Linked DNA regions of Sus scrofa: all the other regions are linked to region 1. The links are chromatin contacts, called in public Hi-C maps. All regions are on one chromosome and are shown on one strand. Each heading gives the region's core, a stretch centred on a gene start, on an enhancer-like site or on the middle of the called end of the contact. The rest is flanking DNA. Distances are from core to core; before and after follow the strand shown.

Region 1 (3,697 bases), core at 835-3,334:
TTAAATTAGACTTTTTTTCCCTTTTTTCTTTTTATGGCCACATCTGCCTGAGCAAGGGGGTGACTCAGAGCTGCAGCTGCCGGCCTGTGCCACAACCATAGCAACACTGGATCTGAGCTGCATCTGCAACCTACACCACAGCTTTTGGCAATGCCAAATCCTTAACCCACTGAGCAAGGCCAGGGATCGCACCCACAACCTCATGGATACTAGCTAGGTTCTTAACCCACTGAGCCACAATGGAAACTCCTAAATTAGACCTTTTTTTTGAGCGTAAAAATTACTTATGTTCACAGAAGAATGTCAAAGAATGTCATGTTTCAAATGCTTTAAGGGACTACATTGCAGGTTGCTTGGTGTTGTTATTCCATGCCTTATGCTTCTTTACTGTCCTGAACCACATGCGTAATAACCAGAACAGCCTCCAACCTTTTGGGCGGTGGAAGAAAATGGCCATCTTAGCAAACAACAACGCCCTGAGGCCCAGAGACTTGCACCAGATCTGCTGTGGGAAATCCAGATCACGTTTCACAGAGTCTCAGTTTCTTTATTTAAAATGAAATAACAACTATCCTACCTGGGATCAAAGAGGGAGAAAGGTCGACAGGGTCCAATGATATGTCAAAAGGCTTGGAAGTAAACCTAAGAGAGCACTCCGGCCAATGGGCCAATTAGAGCAGCAGTTTGTGTCCGTAATAAAGTTTTACTGGAACACAGCTGTGCTAGGTCCACATCTGGTCTATGGCTGCTTTTGGATTTAGGTTGAATAGTTACTACAGACCATATGGTCAGCAAACACGGAAGTATTTGCTATCTGGCCCTTTGCAAACAATGAACTGCTGACTTCGGCTCCAGGCCACTCTGAGTGTTTAACAACTTGCAAGTGTGCACTGATTACGGAGTCAAAAAGGGCCTGTGGAGAACTTACAACTGTGCATCATCAGTACATACAGAGCACCTGTGGCTCAGAAAAGTAAAATGATACATCTAAGGCCACACGCATTCAGTGAGGAATTCTGGAGCACACCAGTGCTACCACCCGACCCAAACGCAGCAGGGTAGAGAGAGACTGAGGCCATTTAGCGCCAGTCTCAAGTTCAAATGGCTGCTCTTCTAATGTGTGCAAAGGGTAGGTCAGGGTAAGCTTCATCACAACGGTTCATCTTGAGACCTATCCGTGCTCGTGGCAGCAAAATCTGGAAATGGAAAGCAAGTTTCCAGGAGTCCAAGAAGGTTCTCGGCAGGCAGCCTGTGGCAATCTAGGTTTCCTCTATCACCCCCTTCCACTGCAAGGCTAGAGCAGGGAGTGGCGGTGGCAGCGAATACTTACTGAGTATTATTGAGCACAGTCTACCGTATGTAAGATAACTTTCAAGAACTTAAATGATTTCATCCATTCATTCAAACATCACATGGAACAGGTAGACGCCCCATTTAAAGCCACAGATGCTGAGGCTCTGAGGTTAACTAACTTGCTCAAGTCACACAGCTGTCAAGCAGAGACTCTGCTAGGTCTGTTTGGCCTGGAAACCTATGTCTTTCATGTCAGGCTACAGGCGCAGACCACAGGTGATAGGTCTGAAGAGGGCACACAAGCTGGTAAACCCGGCTGATCCGGGATTCAAACCCAGGGGTGCTGATGAGAGTCCAGAACTGCGTTTTCCAATCAAAGTTCCTTGCTCTCAAGAGTTCCTAGCCTGTCCCTTCTCTCCGAGGACCCTGAAGTCTCGAAAAGCTGGTGAGAGCTTTCGTCTCATGACTCCAAGGAACCCAGAGTAAAGTTCAGCCCCTCCGTGGGAGGTAGGCGGTCCTTAGCCGCCCCAGGTCGCCTACCTGGACGGTCATTACACCCACCGGGGAGCCGTAGGGAGTTTTGCACCGCTTACCTGCCTGGGAGCGGTCAGAGTCCCGTCCACGTCGAAGAGGCAGAGCGCTGGGCCGGGAGCAGCCATGACCCCAGTTTCCACGTAAACCTTACACGACTTACTGGCACCTGGCACCCGGCCCGGAACTTCCGGGTCCGGCCCCCGTGCCGCAGGGCACGCCGGGAAGAGAATTCCCCTCCCGCAGTGCCCGAGACTAGCGTCGGCTTTGCTGGCTGGACTACAGATCCCAGAATGCAGCGCGCCCCCACGCTGTCCCATTAGGGCGGAGGACACGTTCTCGGAGATTCCCGGAACGCGAGGGACTCGCTTCCAGCTGCAGGCTGCGGGGCCATGGTAAGAAGGCAATTGGTGGCAAGAAAGGGAGGGGTCGTGCTTTGGGGGTCGGAGTCAGGCCCCGGGCAGGCCTGCGGACGCCTTAGGTTCTGATTCGGAGAATCCGGAGGAGGGACCTCCGACGTGGGTTCCCCGCCGTCCTATGCCCCCTAGGTCACGTGGGCCAACTAAAATTTAGCATTCACCGTGCATTACTGCATTTAAAGGCTTTAAAACTGTTACCTTCTTCAGTATGTTACGGATACCCACTTTGATAGAGAAACCAGGGCCCAGAGAGGTGGAGTAATTTGCCCAACGATCCACAGCCGGTGACTGTAGGAGCCAGGGTTGGAACCCAAAACTGGCTTCAAAGCTCAAAGCACCTTTCGGTGCAATATTCAAGGTGTAGAACTGTGCATCTAATAAAACCCTTGTGCTATGAGTTGACGCCTCCATCCCTTCCTCCTCCATTCTATCCCTTCCCTCAATCCAGGCCAAGAAAACAGCGTTTACGTTCTGCCCCCAAGATGACGCTTTTAACCTAACCGAGAATTCTACAGTTATTATGATGATTAGCTAGCGGATTTGTTCCCCACTGGGACACTGATTTAGTTTCCTGCTTGAGGAAGTGTTCACACAGGCCGTGGATCCGGTATCCAGCCAGAACCGGCCCTCCTTGGGTATGTGCTGAATGAATGAAGCCTGCGCCTACTTGAGCTGCCTGGAGGAAAGAGGTTGGGTTTGAAAGTTAGACTGCCCTACTCCCTGACTGTGTGTCTTTGGGTAAATTTCTCACCTTCTCTGGGCTTAGTTTCCTCAGTGGTAAAGTAGAAGCAGTGGTTCCTTTAGCACACAGCTTCCCTGACTATCACGTGAGGTAGAGGTAAAGCCTCTGATTTCAGCTTTCTTTCCATCTCTGGCAATCATGCTGACCTCACCAGGCTGGCAGGATCCTCTGTAGCAGATGTTTTGCATGTGGTCCTTGTGTGATTAGCTTGGCTGAGTTCCAGAGAGAAATGGTCTCCCTGTCTCCTTTCCAGGCTGCCCTGCTCCGAGCTGTGCTGTGGTCACCAAGGCAGGCTGCATGGGGAAGGCCTTTCCACAGGCTGTGGCGCTGCAGTGGGCAGGATCCTAGGAGGTGGGCGGGGAGCAGGCCTCTGCCATCCAAGAAGAACCCGCTGGGCACAGAGACTGAGAAATTTCAGATGGTGTACCGGTTTGATGCCATCAGGGTCTTCGGGTACCTCTCTCAGCTGAAGGTGGCACAGACAGCGTTGACAGTGGTGGCCCTGCCGCCTGGCATCTACTGGTACTCCCAGGGCCTCATGACCTTCAACTCCCTGTGCCTGGCAGGCGCAGTTGCCAGCTTCGCGCTGGCCATGTTGTGCTGGATGAGCCATTTCTTCCGGAGGCTGGTGGGCATCCTCTATGTGAATGAATCAGGCACGGTGCTGCGGGTGGCCCACCTGACCTTCTGGGGCCGGCGACAGGACACGTAC
Region 2 (3,697 bases), core at 853-3,352, 180 kb before region 1:
TTATGTGACCTTGGACAAGTTGCTTAAGCCCCTGTGCCTCAGTTTCCTCATCTGTTAAATGGGGACAGTGGTAACTTATTACAAGAATGAATGCCGGTGAATTACTTTGAACAGTACCGGGCATATAATAGTACACATTCGACGAGTATTAACTACCATTATTATTGCTGTTGTTGTCTTTACTTGCATTACAGAAAAGGGGCCAACTGGGCATGGGGGCACCAGCTAATCCTCACACCGGTGTGATTAAAGGCATGGGAAGTGAGACAGACCCACACCTGCCACTTACTAGCTGAGCGACTCATTTGCATTACATAACATCTCTGAATTCAGTCCTCTCAAATGTAAAATGAAGGTAAACATCTACATGCATCACAGAGATCTTTGAGCTGTAAGGAATGGAAATTTATGTCAACCATAAGGAAATATATCATCTTGAATAGCAAAAATGCCAGAGATAGAGTTCTCATCGTGGCGCAGCAGAAATAGATCCCACTAGGAACCATGAGGTTTCTGGTTCGATCCCTGGCCTCGCTCAGTGGGTTAAGGATCTGGCGTTGCCGTGAGCTGTGGTGTAGGTCTCAGACGAGGCTCAGATCTGGCTGTGGCTGTGGCATAGGCTAGCTGTTGTAGCTCTGATTAGACCCCTAGCCTGGGAACCTCCATATGCCTTGGGTGGGGCCCTAAAAAAGCAAAAAAAAAAAAAAAAGGAAAAAAAAGGAAAAAAAAGCCAGAAGCCCAGTGTGGCCTTCAGGAATGGTTAATCCAAAAGCTGAATCTGGTATCAAGGACCTAGAAACTCTCCATCTTTCTATCTGGGATTCAGCTTCAGGCTGTGGTTGAGTTTCTTTTGTGGTTATTTGATGTCTCTGGCTTCTCATGGTAATTGAAGTCGTTTGCCTTTTTGGTCACATCCAATGAGCACTAGAGAGGCACCTCTTGATCATGGGATAACTTCTTTCTTTCAGCCTAGTCAGTCAAATTTAGGTGTCATACCCACCCTTGGACTGAGAACCCATTCACTGGGGAATGCCTAAAGCTGATTGGCTTGGGCCTGGAAACCTGAGCCAATCACAGGCAATGAAATGGGATTATCAAGTTTAGACCAATCAGAGCCCAGTCCTGGGGCTGGGGATGGGATTGGCTGGCCTTCAGTCACTTGTGCTACATGCCTTTCCGGATTTCAAGAAAAGGCAGACTGGATGCCGAGTAGGCAATCAGCAGTGACCCCCCACACTGCCTCCCAGGGTTATGGAGAAGATTAAATAAGAAACTGTCTTTAAAGCACTTAACACAGTGCCTCACACCTATTATTAAGCTTATCTGTGTTGTTAGTGGGAGAAGAATTCAGAGCTTAGAACTGCTCTGAAGGAGAGAACAGAGAGTCCTGGCAGGATTTTTTTTTTTTTTTTGGTACGGTTAAAGGAGACAGTATAAATATTCTTAACCGTTTGCCAGCTGTCAGGTGCCTTGTAGACAAAAAGACTCTAATGCAGTCTTGAGGCAGTGCTTGAGTTTAATCTGGTATATCATCCTGGAAAAAAATAAGAGACGCAAACAAATGAAATGACTGATCCTAAGTGGATGTGAGGGTCCTGAAGCCTCGGTTTTTCAGCCCTTCCTAAGTGTAAAGTGAGTGTTTAAGGCATTGTTGTTACAAGTCATATGTCCCCCTTCGATGCATTACATCAGAGATTAGCAAACTGCAGCATTTGAAGCAAATCTGGCCTGCTGTTTGTTTCCTAACAATATTATAACTGTAATTAAACTTTTTTCCCTTAAGTGGGGGGCTCTCCAGAATAAAGTGGAGGCCCCACATATGTGACTTTTTCCTTTGAGTGCAAACCCAAACGTAGCTAGAAGGTAACTGATGAGTGAAAATCGCTGGGAATTTCAGGGGTGGGCAAGAGCTTTCACTTTCTCTTTCCTTTTCTCTCTCTGTGCTGTCAGTTGCTGCTTGGCCTTATTTTGCATAGATATTCTTGCCGGGTGGCAGAAACAATGACCTCGGGTGGCTTCAGACCTCCAGTTCAGCCCTTCCATTAGAAGGAGAATTTTTGCCTCCCAACGTCTGTCAATCCATTTTAGAGGAGGTTCTGATTGGCCCAACGTAGGTCACATGCCTCTGTCATGAGCCAATCCAGTGGCCAGGAGAATGGTCTACTCTGACCTGCCTGAGCCACAGGGAGAGAAGAAGGGGAGGGCAACCCAGGACCAGAGGAACTTCTCCCAGAGGAACTTGGAGAAAGAGAAGTGGGACCATATAATGGTTAACTGCACAGTGTGTTACACTGAGGAACTGCAACCATCCGCTCCATCCCTGTCATGTTATCACTGAGGGTACTGTGACCCGGAGAGGGGTTATTTCAGTTTACACAAGGTTACCCTGTTTGTACAGCAGATCAATCAGTATTAGGAAATCACGGACCTGGAGTTCCTGTCCTGGCTCAGTGGTTAACGAATCCGAGTAGGAACCATGAGGTTGTAGGTTCGACCCCTGGCCTCCCTCAGTGGGTTAAGGATCCAGCGTTGCCATGAGCTGTGGGTCACAGACAGGGCTCGGATCTCACATTGCTGTGGGGTAGGCCAGTGGCTACGGCTCCGATTCAGCCCCTAGCCTGGGTACCTCCATATGTCTCTGGTGCGTCCCTGGAAAAGCCAAAAAAAAAAAAAAAAAAAAAAAAAGAAAGATAGAGAGAGAGAGAAGGAAAGAAATCACGGACCTGATATAACATAATCCTACCCCACATGCCCGGCTGTGTTACGGGGTAAGGAGAAAGTACCACATGTATTGTGACGCTGCGTATGGACTCATCATCTTGGGCTTTGTGACCCAGAAAAAATGGGAAAGATGTGCAGTCAGACTGTCTAGCAGGACTCTTTTAGGGTTCATCAAAGGGATTTCTTTTAAAATACCTACAGAGGCTCCTCCTGGTGGAAGTTACTTTTGGTGCCACCAGAGCTGCTTTCCTAGAATAGCGACAGTTCAGGGGGGTGGAGGTGGGTATATTCTCATCCAGCAACTGCAAGGGAATCCAACGTCATTTCTCATCGTTACCTCCAGGGATTCCAGCACCACCACACCACTCCCCTTTGTAAGCTGTATATAATCGGAATCTCACCTCCCAATGGTGTTTGGCAAAAATGTCTCCCTGTCAACTGGGAGAATGACAGCTGTAACCAAATGCTTTCTCCATTGTCAGGATTCAGCTGGGGCAGGGATGCAGCCAGCTTCAGCAGAAAGGACGGTTTGCAACAAGGGAAGGGAGCGACTCATAGAGTCTGAAGGCCTCAGGAGGGTCCAGAAATGGAAAGCCATCAGCAACACAGACTGGATTGGCATTTCAAGAGTCTCTTGGCTCAGAGTTTCCCACTGTGGCAGTAACGGATCAGCAGCATCTCTGGAGCACTGGGACGTAGTTTTTGTTTTGTTTTGTTTTGTTTGTTTTTTTGTCTTTTTGCCTTTTCTAGGGCCGCTTCCCACGGCATATGGAGGTTCCCAGGCTAGGGGTCTGATTGGAGCTGTAGCCGCCGGCCTACGCCAGAGCCACAGCAACGCGGGATCCGAGCCGCGTCTGCGACCTACACCACAACTCACAGCAACGCCGGATCCTTAACCCACTGAGCAAGGGCAGGGATCGAACCCACAACCTCATGATTCCTAGTCAGATTTGTTAACCACTGTGCCACAACGGGA
Region 3 (3,697 bases), core at 350-2,849, 160 kb after region 1:
ACAACCCAGGAGGCAGTATTTCAGATAGCCCTGGAATCCTGCCCCAAAGAGGAAAGGTGGACTATGGAGATGAAGTCATAAAGGTGTGTGTGTGGGCGGGGAGCCTGCAGCCAAGCACACATCTTACACAAGTTTGCTGCTGGTCTCGTGAAGGTTACGACTAATCACAAGGAGCAGATCTCATCACTGTGTTTTTCTGGATATGAGGAAATGCAAGAATTAGGCTCATAAAATTTTCTCCTAAAAATATCTATCTGAAGTCTTATTCTTTTGGTTTTCCCAGAGCGCTGACTGAGTGCCTCCCTCCTTGGTCTCCACCCTGAGCTCCAACTCAGGGGCTGCTGCGGATTGACAGCTGCAGTGGCTTATGTTTTACTCCAAGCAGAGGCTGATGGCAAGTGCCAAACTTCAGCTCACATAGACAAATAAAATAAACTCATATTATTTTCTAGCTGAAATTTCTATTTTAAAATTTAACTTGCCCAAGCTTCCAAGGATACACACTCTACCATTGAGTACTTGGTTTAATGGAGTCGTTTTAAGGGGGCTTTTCCTAGAACCAGATCTCCGGGAATAGAGAGGCACCTTGTACTGGTTTCCAGGTCTGTGTGAGAATTAAACGAGTGATGACTTTCAGGGATCAGGACGCAGTAAATGCTCAGCAAATAACAACAGCAAATCATAGCACTGATAAGAATAACTATTAAAGGGTGTGCTGAAGATGGAAAAAAGGTTAATAGTTTCTCTATTTAGGAATAGCTAACTCAGTCTCTGTCGGGGAATGCTGGGCCTGCACGGGCTTCAGTCCCCTCGCCTCACTGGAGAGGAAGGAAAGGACATCCCGACTGCAGACGGGATCCCCGCCCCCTCCTCTGAGCTGCAGGTTCACCCCACGGCAGTTAAATGCCCTTAGCTCTTCTAAGGAGCCAGATGCGGATACTGCCATCGGTCATCCTCCTTAAGAGATCTCCAGTTAGGGCTGTCCCCTCAAAGCGGTTTTGCTGGGATCTAGGGATTGAAATACTTCTCTGTCTTCCTAGACTTTCTCTTTGGGGGTGTCACAAGCTCATCCACAACCAGGACTGGGTGCGGAGTCTGGAATTCAGGCCCGGGTATGTGGACAAAGACACAGCACTGGCCACGGCGTGGAGAGCTGGAGACGGGCTCCAGGGCCCTCCTCCCCTGGGGCTCTTCCTTCTGTCTTGCAACCTCCCTGAACTCCACTCTAGCGGGTTAAGCATGGGTCTCTCAAACTGCAGTCGCGGCCCGGGCACCACCCTCCCTCCCTAATCCGAAACCCAGAGGGGCTGTTTGGACTGGGGACTGAAACCCAGGTGACAGCAGGGACTTCTTCCAACACCCTTGCCGAAAAGGGGAAACTGAGGCTAAGTGGGAACTTAGGATTCAGGTCGATGGGAGCTTGCACCTGAGAGCCAGGCTCAGAGCCAGGAGGCCCCTCGGACCCCACTCCGTGCCGCCGCCTCTCCCCGGGGCTTACCTGCGGCTGGCCGCAGCCTGAAGTTCCACCCGATCCACTCACCACTGTGCCCAGGCAGCCGCCATGAGGGGCGGCCTGCGCAGGCGCGGCCCCACCCCCTAAGCGTGCGTCTCTCGAATCACCCTGTGGCCACGCCTACCTGCCAGGCCGCACATGCGTGCTAGCGTCGCCGGCAGACAGGCGCAGCCCTGTGGAGGCGCCTGCCTAGGTTTGCTCTCACTTGTCCGGCTTTGCCTGCGCGGTTAACCAGCGTGCTAGCTATATATTAATTGTTATCCTTGCTTTTAGTACTCATTAAAAATAGCTGGTACTCATTTCATTCACTCCCGCACTCAGCAAGTCGCCAAAACCAGGCGAATCAAAAATCTCAGTGTTAATTGGCGTCTAACGGGAAATGAAATCTCATGCAATTGTTGCACTTTGGGTAAACTTCTAAGCACAGAGGACCACAGATGTAAAATGTGCACGCACTTACATGCGCATCTGAGGGTCCACATCAGATTCATGGGGCGTTATTAGAGTGACCAAGCAACAGAAGTAAGTGTTTTTAAAGGAAATGGGTTATTTCCTAAACTCCCCAGGACAGTATATGGAGAGCTAGCTAGGTATCTTAGGATCCCGTGAAGTCTTGGTTGGGTTGTTCCCAGGGGACGTTGGTGTGCTAGGGGGGCGCTGAAGAAGGTAGTGTAGACACCTCTGGGTTTTTGTTTTTGTTTTTGTTTTTTTGTCTAAAAACTTGTGAGAATAAAGCAGGCAGAGCTATCTTTTAAAAACAAAAGTCAGGGAGTACCCGTCGTGGCTCAGCGGAAACGAATCTGACTAGCATCCATGAGGACGCAGGTTCGATCCTTGGCCTTGCTCAGTGGGTTAAGGATCTGGCATTGCTGTGAGCTGTGGTGTAGGTCACAGATTCGGCTTGGATCCTGCGTTGCTGTGGCTGTGGCATAGGCTGGCAACTACAGCTTGGATTCAGCCCCTAGCCTGGGAACCTCCATATGCTGCCAGTGTGGCCCTAAAAGATAAAAAAATAAAAAAATAAAAATAAAAACAAAAGTTAGATCACATCCCTCCTCTGTTCAAACCCTTGGAGGCACCCCACCTTGGACAGAAAGAGAAGCCAGGATTCTTACAGTCGCTCCCCCCTCCCCATCTCCAACCACCCCAATCAATCATGGTCCTTTCAAGTGCTTTGTACTGACTAGCCTATTCACCAGGGAAGCATCTCCCCAGGACACCCACCTGCTTTGGGCCTGTGCCCAAGCCTCCTTTTCTCAGTGAGCTCTTCCACGAACATCCTATTTAAAATAACCACCTCTCCCCACCCAGGCACTACCTGGCACACAGGAGCTGCTCAAAAAGTTCGATTTGTCCAATGAACTGCACAGGGTGTTCAGAGAGGGTGGGCAAATACAGACTCAATGTCACCGGCCGTCTCTCGGCTGCTCTAATTCATTAGGGAGTCGGACAGATAGCTGCTGGGGGTCTGGGCAGCTCCTCCCTGTGATGTTGAGGTAATTCACGTCATCACAGGCTTCCTATCATCATCAGGGTCAAGTTCAAACTCTCCCTCTGGATCCTGTCAACCTTTCCTCCCTGAAGTGAAGCCCCTATCTGTTCTCCTTTCCTTTCTTAGTTGTATAATATATTTGCTGGGCCCAGGCCTCCCTCACATGAAAAACTATTTCCCAGCCTCCCTTGCAATAATGAGATCATGAGGTTAAACTAATGGGATAAAGCCAATAGGATGTAAGGGGAAGTATCATGGAGCAGTTTCTAGGACCTAGAACCCTTCCTCAAGTGGGAAGCCGAGGAGTCCTTGGTCCCTAATACTTTGTCCTTACATCATTCATGAGGTCCAAAGGAGATTTGCCGTGAGAGCCCTACACTAAGTTATGGCAGAGTGGGAACCCTGCTTGGGGGGTCACCTCCTCCAGGAAGCCTTCCCCGATTTTCCCCTCCTTCAGCTTACATGCTGAGACTCTGGATCCTCTCGGTACTCTCTACCCTCCCTATCAGAGCACCTGTGACTCTGCTTGTTGTGACCTGTTTACCTGTCTCCCCCACCAGGTTGTGAGCACCCCAAGGGCAGAAGCAGCTACTGGTTCCCATTGGCAAACCATGCTGGATTTCTCCGTATCTGCAAGGGAAAAGAGAATAAAACTCGCAAAGCAGTTAGCATCCTCCTTGGCATGCTGTGAG

The links. A called contact is a pair of places that touch in the nucleus more often than the background predicts.
Region 2: a Hi-C map of liver shows a contact between it and region 1, with 1.9 times the contacts expected there. The contact joins the enhancer-like site here to the promoter of TMEM186 in region 1. A contact is called at or near these places in 1 of 5 promoter capture datasets (fetal liver), 6 of 47 Hi-C or Micro-C datasets (alveolar macrophages, embryonic fibroblasts, heart right ventricle and 3 more) and 1 of 2 datasets of contacts at active chromatin or transcription factors (alveolar macrophages).
Region 3: a Hi-C map of liver shows a contact between it and region 1, with 6 times the contacts expected there. The contact joins the promoter of METTL22 here to the promoter of TMEM186 in region 1. A contact is called at or near these places in 1 of 5 promoter capture datasets (liver), 3 of 47 Hi-C or Micro-C datasets (heart right ventricle and liver) and 1 of 2 datasets of contacts at active chromatin or transcription factors (alveolar macrophages).

What each region holds. Positions count from the first base shown.
Region 1 is chr3:33,890,431-33,894,127 of Sscrofa11.1, forward strand. TMEM186 (transmembrane protein 186) reads left to right here and starts at 2,085. Exons shown (of 2, transcript XM_003124605.4): 1 at 2,085-2,219; 2 at 3,239-3,697. The coding sequence starts at 2,217. It overlaps PMM2 (phosphomannomutase 2), which reads right to left and starts at 2,042. Exons shown (of 8, transcript XM_021086654.1): 1 at 1,887-2,042. The coding sequence starts at 1,952.
Region 2 is chr3:33,712,304-33,716,000 of Sscrofa11.1, forward strand. No RefSeq gene overlaps it. Among named protein-coding and RNA genes, the nearest start is that of USP7, 40 kb to the right of the region's middle. Within about 2 kb of position 2,103, at least 30 of the 83 cell types and tissues checked have an H3K27ac peak or open chromatin away from gene starts, as enhancers often do. A contact at or near this core is called in alveolar macrophages, fetal liver and liver, where this site is marked.
Region 3 is chr3:34,053,875-34,057,571 of Sscrofa11.1, forward strand. METTL22 (methyltransferase-like protein 22) reads right to left here and starts at 1,600. Exons shown (of 11, transcript XM_003124617.6): 1 at 1,499-1,600.